Regions from separate parts of the Mus musculus genome. Here region 1 is linked to region 2. Evidence: chromatin contacts called from public Hi-C data. All regions are on one chromosome and are shown on one strand. The core of a region is the stretch at or near the end of the contact, and the rest is flanking DNA. Distances in the headings are between cores, read along the strand shown. Region 1 overlaps Vat1l (vesicle amine transport protein 1 like). Region 2 has its middle 18 kb from the start of Adamts18.

What was found. A called contact is a pair of places that touch in the nucleus more often than the background predicts.
Region 1: a Hi-C map of cerebellum shows a contact between it and region 2, with 1.9 times the contacts expected there. The contact joins two enhancer-like sites. A contact is called at or near these places in 2 of 484 Hi-C or Micro-C datasets (cerebellar granule neurons and cerebellum).

The regions. Positions count from the first base shown.
Region 1 is chr8:114,256,496-114,260,437 of GRCm38.p6, forward strand. All of the region lies in intron 3 of Vat1l (vesicle amine transport protein 1 like), which reads left to right. Among named protein-coding and RNA genes, the nearest start is that of Vat1l, 53 kb to the left of the region's middle. Within about 2 kb of position 2,371, at least 6 of the 459 cell types and tissues checked have an H3K27ac peak or open chromatin away from gene starts, as enhancers often do. A contact at or near this core is called in cerebellar granule neurons and cerebellum, where this site is marked.
Region 2 is chr8:113,864,656-113,868,571 of GRCm38.p6, forward strand. No RefSeq gene overlaps it. Among named protein-coding and RNA genes, the nearest start is that of Adamts18, 18 kb to the left of the region's middle. Within about 2 kb of position 1,291, at least 7 of the 459 cell types and tissues checked have an H3K27ac peak or open chromatin away from gene starts, as enhancers often do. A contact at or near this core is called in cerebellar granule neurons and cerebellum, where this site is marked.

The DNA of each region.
Region 1 (3,942 bases), core at 1,121-3,620, 390 kb after region 2:
TGGCCAGGGAACAGAAGGCCCAGGATACAGGATTGGTGTTGGAACTGTAACAGTAACTGGGAGGATACAGCATGAACTAGCCTGTGGCTTTGTGGGCCATACTTCCTGACAGCACAATTTATGGTGAGGCTGTCTATTGAACAGCGCAAATAGTGAGATAGTAAGGTCACCTCAAGGAAGAACTCACGACTGTGGGAGGCCATCAGTTCCCATCCTGGATCTGTTACAGGAGGATGCTGAGTTGAGAAGCTCTTCCTCAATAGGACAATAGGCCAAAGGTCGGACTGAATGACCCCAGAGCCTTTCCAGGTCCCATATCTTCCATCCTGTGCTTCTTGGACTTCAGCATGGGAGACAAGCCCAAATGTCTGATCCAAAAATCTTCTCGGGAAGCTAGGATGAGATGAATTTTTCATGTCAATATTGACTGGTGGTGTGCAGTGTGTTGAGACTCTTGGAGGACTCTCTCCTTCCCACCTACAGCTACCTTGAGGAGGTCACCATGACCACACACATGTGCTCTGGCTGCTGGTGTGATTTGTCGCTGTGGCTAGTAAATGTGATGGAGTATTTCTGGAGGTGATCTGTCCCCCAGAACAATCTATTTAAGTGTTCCTAGGGCCTAGAAAATCCTGCAGCAGAAAGTTGATGACCAGTGCATGTCGCGCTGTCACATGTATGGCACATAATTATTTACTGAATCAAACATGTACTGAGTAAAGCATTGTGAGATGGTGAAGAGACAGAGATAGGAATAGGGTTGCCTTACAGAGATGGCAAAGAAGGAAAAAAAAAAAAGGAAGATTCATTGATTCATCTGTCCCATGTTTTGTGAATAGCTTCTATGTGCTAATACTATGCTAGGGCTCTAAATCAGTCGCCCAAGATCATCAGAAAACACAGATATTTCCATTAGTGTTCATAATAGTAGGGAAATTACACATGAAGCAGCAATGGAAATAATTTTACAGCTGGGGGTCACCACAACATGAGGGACTGTATTAAAGGGTCATAGCATTAGAAAGGTTGAGAGCCACTGCTCTTGAGAAAGAGGTGACTAAGGACATATCAAGGAGGCTATTGCTTAAATAAGGGAGATAGCTTAGTAAACAATACTAAGAGTGAAATAATTTTGCTTGTGATATATTCACAAAGAATTTCGGTTAACTTTGAAAGTTTCTCCTTAAAATGAGGCAGCAGGACAAAGAGCTTCGGGGACACTTGCTGCTCTGCAAAGAGTCAGTCTGAAGATGAAGGCCCAGAAAGATGAAGCGACTAAGTCTAAGCACCCCAGTAGGGAACTTATCTGGATTCTGATCCACTGCACATCAGTTCCCTACAGGACTAACCAGTGAACTAGTCTGATCTGGGAGCCTCAGATGTCACCTCCAGCAGTGACAGGCCCTGACCTGCCCCATTCAAAACCTCAGCCCGTGGATTTGAAGTCACAGTAAAGAGTCCATGACTGATCTGTGAAGGCTGGCAGGATCAGAGCAGCAGTCTGAGTGGGGAAAGTTCATGGTCAGGGCAGGAGCTTTCAGAGGAAATGCTACATCACATCAGAAAGTGCTGAAACCAGTGTTGGGGCTCCAGCTGGAGTCAACCACACTGGTTAATGAGATGCCTTCAGCAAGTGCAGACATTTAAAGCAGGGCCAGAAGGCAGGTTGCTGAGTTGTAAAACCACATTCCAAAGACCTTGATCTCTGCCAGGCACCAGGGTAAGATGGTTCACGAATGCCTGTGCTTAGGAAGGAGATGCTGTGTAGACTGCAGCTCAAAGGAAGAGAGAGAACCTGTGTTTCCTCACAGGTTCCATACCTCTGTGTCTAGTCTGTTCACATGGTTGCCTGGGAGGGGGGGGGGGTTGGGGTGGGAGTTACAGCCAATTACCTCAACTGTTTGAATATAGCCATGCATCCAGAACAACCAGTTCAAGTCCCTCAAGTAATGTGCAATACATCCAAACATCAGACCCCAAGTCCTACTGAGGCTCTTCCCGATGGTCCACCTTCCTAAGTTCTTCCTCTTGACTCAATATCAGCCTGACAATATGACCCAATTTACCAGGATGCTTGTAGTTTATATCTATTGAGCAAGGAAAATTAACAATAGCATTTCCCACTTTCCCATTTCAACCATAAATTACATGGTGTACTTGGTCACCTTGCTGGACCGTAATTCAATTTGGTTCGGGTTGAAAGAGGTGCATTTATAAAAACCTTAGCGACAAACTGGGTACAAATTGTCATTTGGCTGCAAACAGGAACCTGGCACCCCTGCTATGCGAATGCAGCCATCCTGGGAAATCTGTCCAGGTGCAGCAGATGGAAGGCAGCCAGTCTGGAAGGGATCTGATTCTCTGTGATTTAGAGTCCTGCAAGGCGACTTTGCCATCTGGTGGGCTGGCTGCTCCTTGGCCAGGATTCTAGCTACATGGTTACTAGAGTCCAACTAGAGGCAAAGAGGCAATCTGTGAGCTATGGCTCTTCCTGTGTCTGTGCATAACCTCCATAGCCTGCAGAGTATTGCTCACCAGAGACACAAGACTTGGTGTGGTGCCTATAAGGGCAGGTTAGTAGGGCTGTCATATTTAGTTGGGCAGACTATACACTGCACGAGGACAACTGCTTCATGAAGACAAGCAAAGAAGATGGCCACTTCAGCTGCCCAGACTCACATCTCTGTGGATACAGGGTTATCTTTCCAATTCACATAAAATTCTAGTAGGATGTTGTTTCAGAGTGACAATAGTTATAAATGGAACCTCTCCAACCCAGCTAATTGCCCTGCAATTGACAATTGTAGGTCCCAGAGTGCCTTAGAAAAAAGCCATTTAACCTGGAATAACTGGACCCAAGATCGTTACAAAGAAATGAAATTGTGCTTTGGATAAGAAGAATAAAAAGCCTGGGATTCATTGAGCTCCTGGTCTGGGTACTTACCATGCTGAGCAAACCCCCCTGCTTCAGTGAGCATGTTTCCCACCTCTGGGGTAGTCAGCACTTTCTCAAATGAACAGATGAGAACATTGAGGCTCAGTGTGTGTGTGTGTGTGTGTGTGTGTGTGTGTATGTGTGTGTGTGTGTGTGTGTGTGTGTGTGTGTGTGTGTGTGTATGTGTGTGTGAGAGAGGGGGGGAGAGGGAGGGGGAGAGGGAGAGGGAGAGGGAGAGAGAGAGAGAGAATATCAGCCCTCAAGAGGCTAAGGCAAGAGAATTGCTGTGACTTCCAGATCAGCCTGGACTGCAGTGTAAGATCTTGTCTCAAAAAGAGCAAAAAGTAAAAAAACAATAGGAAGGCAGAAGACCAATGAGCAAAGAGGGATGGCAGAAGAGAAAGAAGATTCTAATGTGGCGAGGAGGCATAAGGCTGTGAGTGAGCGTGCTGACAGAGCACAAGATACTAACTCTTCCAGGGAATTCTGGGAAGCATCCCAGAAGCAGTGCTTTGGGGAGGCGATGTGGGAAAAGCCAAAAGCCAGTGGCTGTGGTTTGAACATGAAAATACCCCAGCAGCTTATGCACTGAACCCCTGGTCCCCATAGCTGGTGGAGGTGGGTTTCTGAAAACAGGCTTGTGACTGTTAGATCATGGTCATATGCTCAGTGCTGTTTCCATGTCCTGGTCTCGCATCATGGGAACCCTGCTGCTACATGCCCCCTGCCACTACAAACAGGCCTGTTCCAGCTGGCGTGCCTCCATCACCATGGAGGACTGTAGTCTCTGAGAGTAAGGTGTAAAATAAATCTACCCTGCTTCAAGCTGCTTTGTCAGGAATTTGGTCTCAGACACAAGAAAGTGACAAATAACCACACTTTGTGAGACAGCTGCTCTGGTTTGACCCTGTGTAAATCATAGCCTAAAAGAAGTTACCTCCTTTGAACCACATTAGACCCTATGAGTTAGTCATTAGTATCCCTGATCTAAAAAGCAGGGCTCTGAG
Region 2 (3,916 bases), core at 41-2,540:
TAAGACAAGCACAAACCCTCTGCTTTTGATTTAACTCAAACACTAAGCAGCTACCACCTGCCTACGCTCTCTGAGTTATATTTGAGTATCACACTGTGGTGGTTGTTTAAAGTCCCTAAGTCAATGAAACACAGAGATACCTACATACCTGCTCTTCCCATGGCACTGGTCACAATAGCCAAGTTGTGTCCAGGACACAGCCTAGGTGTCCCATCAGCAGATGGATGGACAAAGAAGATGTGATATAACGCACACGGTGGAGTCTTACTTAGCTAAAATGAGGAACAAAATATATGCTGTTTTCGGGGAAAAGCGAATGTGATTGGAGATCATCCTTGCTAAGGAAATTAAGTGAGACTCAGAAAAGCATATATGACATGTTTTCTCCCATGTGTGGACTGAAAGCAGAGGCAGGACTGTTGGGAGAGGAAGGGGCTGAGTGGGAGGGGGAGAAGGAGGAGAAACCAGGCAGGATGGAAAGTAAGATAAGGGCTAGTGATATATTTGAAAAAAAAAATGTCACTATGAAACCTACTGCAGTAGACAACAAATAGCATAATAAAAAAGATATATATATATAAAACAACCAAAAAACCATTTTACTGGTACTAAAGCGATGGGTGCTTGCTGCCAAGCCTAATGATATGAGTTCAGTCCTGGCTGCACACATGGTAGAAGAAGGAGACAACAGAATCCTGCATGCTGCCCTCTGACCTCCATGTGTGTACTATGTCATACACATGCAAACAGAATACATGTCAAAATGTTTACATGTTTCCTAAGCCAAGCACAAACCCTCTGCTTTGGATTTATCTCAAACACTAAGCAGTCACCACCTGCCCACTCTCTGAGCTACACTTGAACATCATGCTGGGGTACTGACTTAAAGCCACAGAGCCCATCTGCTCCCGGGGGGGGGGGGAACGTGCTGCAAATGCCTCTCACTCTGTCCACTCGGTCCTGCCTCCATTTTGCCCGTTTTAGAAATCACATTCACATCTCAACTTTGCTGCTGTGACCTTCTTCTTTCTTCCTGTGGCCATAGCATTTCAAACTATAAACTTGGAGTCTGGGAAACAGACTCCATTCAGCCCCATGGTAACTCTCTATCCTCAGAACAGCCCAGAGGATAATAGGAAGGTTGATCCTGAGATGCTGGACTGTGGCCAGCCAGCTGGGAGTCCTTAGGTGGGACCCTGAAATAGTAATCAAGCAGGATAGACAGAGGTGACGGGCTTTAGGATCTTACCTGAGTGCTCCGTAGGTGGCCGCAGGGCAATTGACTCGGATCCAAGAGAGGCACCTGGCTCCCGGCTGGCACGATGCCAGTTTCGGAGGGTAAAGCTTGCCCTGAATGACGGTGTCTGGACTCATTTTATGCTTTATTGTTGTGTCACTCCTTAAAATTAATTCCTCACTGAAAGACGTTTGAAACCTAAGCCTTCCGAGCCTCCCTCCTCATCTTATTTCCAGTTGCAGGCACTTGTCCGTGCTATAACTGAGGAGAGCCTTGCTAGTCAGCCAGTCACTTAGGGAAACTAAATCCCCAAGCAAAGCCCCAGCACTGAGATACAGAACCTTTCACGGGTCTTTCAGGAAAAGAACAAAACTGTTCATGTCTGTCTTAGTTAGGATTGCTATTGCTGTGAAGAGACACCATAACTATTGTAACTCTTATAAAGGAAAACCTTTAATTGGGGCTGGCTTATAGTTTCAGAGATTTAGTCCATTATTATCATGGCTAAAAACATGGTGGCATGCAGATAGGCATGGTGCTAGAGAAGGGGTTGAGAGTTCTACATCTTTATCCACAGACAGCAGAAGGAGACTCTGTCCCACATTGGGCGCAGCTTGGTAGCTTGAGCATAGGAGACCTTAAAGGCCACCCCACAGTGACCCACTTCCTCCAGTAAGATCACACCTAATCCAACAAGGCCACACCTCCTATTAATGCCACTCCCTGTGAGCCAAGCATTCAAATACATGAGTCTTTGGGGGCCCATTTCGATTCAAACCACCACACTGTCCCACAGCATCCAAAGCCAGACCTTGTGGTAAGGTAGAAAGGAATGATTTCTCAAAAATTCTGGGAACACAGATCCAGGAACCGTCTTCCAAATGCACAGATGGGATGGTACAACAGCTCTTAACGTGTGGTCTGCCCCAGCAGGAGCAGCAGCATACGAAACTCATCAGAAGTGCTGAGGTTTGATAAGCCACCCAACCAAAGCACAGATTGTGATTGATGACTCCAGTATTACTTAAAGAAGCTGAAAGAATAGTTCTAGCCATGGTCACCATTTTATCTGTTATACTAAAAAGACCAAGGTTGGGTTGGATGAGCACAAATAACAAGAATAAAAATGTGCTTCCATATGGAATGGCCTTATAATGTCTTGTTTATTCATTCAAGTATTCAGTGAATGACTCCTACAAACCAGGCTGTACAATAGACATAGGAAAGCATCATAGCAAATAGAGACATGATCTCAGGAGCTTGCTTTATAGTAGAACACAAAACAGAACTGATATTATTTTAATAAATGAATGGCTAAAGTGTATAAGCATTGATTAGTAAAATGTTTTGAACCTAACAATTTCTTACATAAAAGCAAATGGAAGAGGAACTGTTATGAAGTAGATGATCTCTGAGTTGGGACATAAATTAGTGGAGGAGCCATGAAGAAGAACTTTGGACAGAGACTTTTTATGCAAAGAAAGAGAGCATGCATGCGTTAAGCCTCGACCGCTGGCTTGAGTTGGAAAATGACTGGGGTGGCCAGATGCAAAGATTAAAGGATAGTGAATTAAGAGAGAGGTTAAAGAAGACATACTTAGAGATGCATTTAAAAGGCTGATCTTTGTAGCCAGACCTTCAGGCATTCATTGAGAAGGGCTGGGACAAGGTGAGGGGACTCGCACTTGACAAAACCCCACAACAAGTACAGTGTGAGAGAGAGAATAAAAATCGAGGAGGGCATGAAGTACAACCAGGAATCCCAGGGGTCTAGGCTAGAGGCAACGAGTTCAAAGGGACCAAGATGGCAAAGGGTGGAGATGAGCAAGGGATTGGGAAGGTTCTGCAAAAGTCCAGAGGTTGGAGACAAAGGAGTCAAGAATGAGGTCAGAGCCTAGCTAACACGGCTAGAGGAATTGGATGCCATCTCTAAAAAGCCTGGGGTTCGAGACAGGGTGCATGGTTAAGCTCCAAGAACTCATCTTTTCAAAAGCTGATCATTAACCTCCTGCGAGACTCAGGGTAAAAACCTAGAGGAAACTCTCCAACCCAAACTTCACACTGAGGACAGGAAAATTGACCCGACTCAAGTCTCTAAGTCGGAAGAGACAAATGTTTCAAAGAGAAGGAAAAGAGGGACCACACTGGGTCCTCAGTCTAGCCAGGAAGGGCTTCGTCCTGTGTGATTCAGGGACAGCGGGGGCTCAGTTAAAGTAAAGGAGGGGAATAAACAGAAGAAAGAGAATAGACTATTGGGTACACAATATGGCTCTGCCTTCTGAGCATACTTTATATCCTTCCCGGCCCTAGCTGCCCCATCCATGAGTGGTCCCTGCCTGCCTGCCTGCCTACCTGACTTCCTGGACAAAATGAAGTGCCTTGCCCTCAGAGCCATTCAGATACTCCTGTATTTATTCTGATCGGGTACTCTGGGAATTGTGACCAAATAAATCAACCGATTGACTTCATGAGATCAAATTGCATTTTGATATTTTTTCTTCTTCCTGAAATTTAGTTTTCCATAATGGCAACAGAGGTGGAGGTGGGAGTGGCGGGGGGGGGGGAATGATGTCTTTGATCTCTGCCTTAATGGAAGACAGTTTTCATTAAGCGTGTGCATTTGTGTTGAGCTTCTAGCTCACTGAAGAAGTGGAGAATGGTGAGGTAAGACTTAAACAC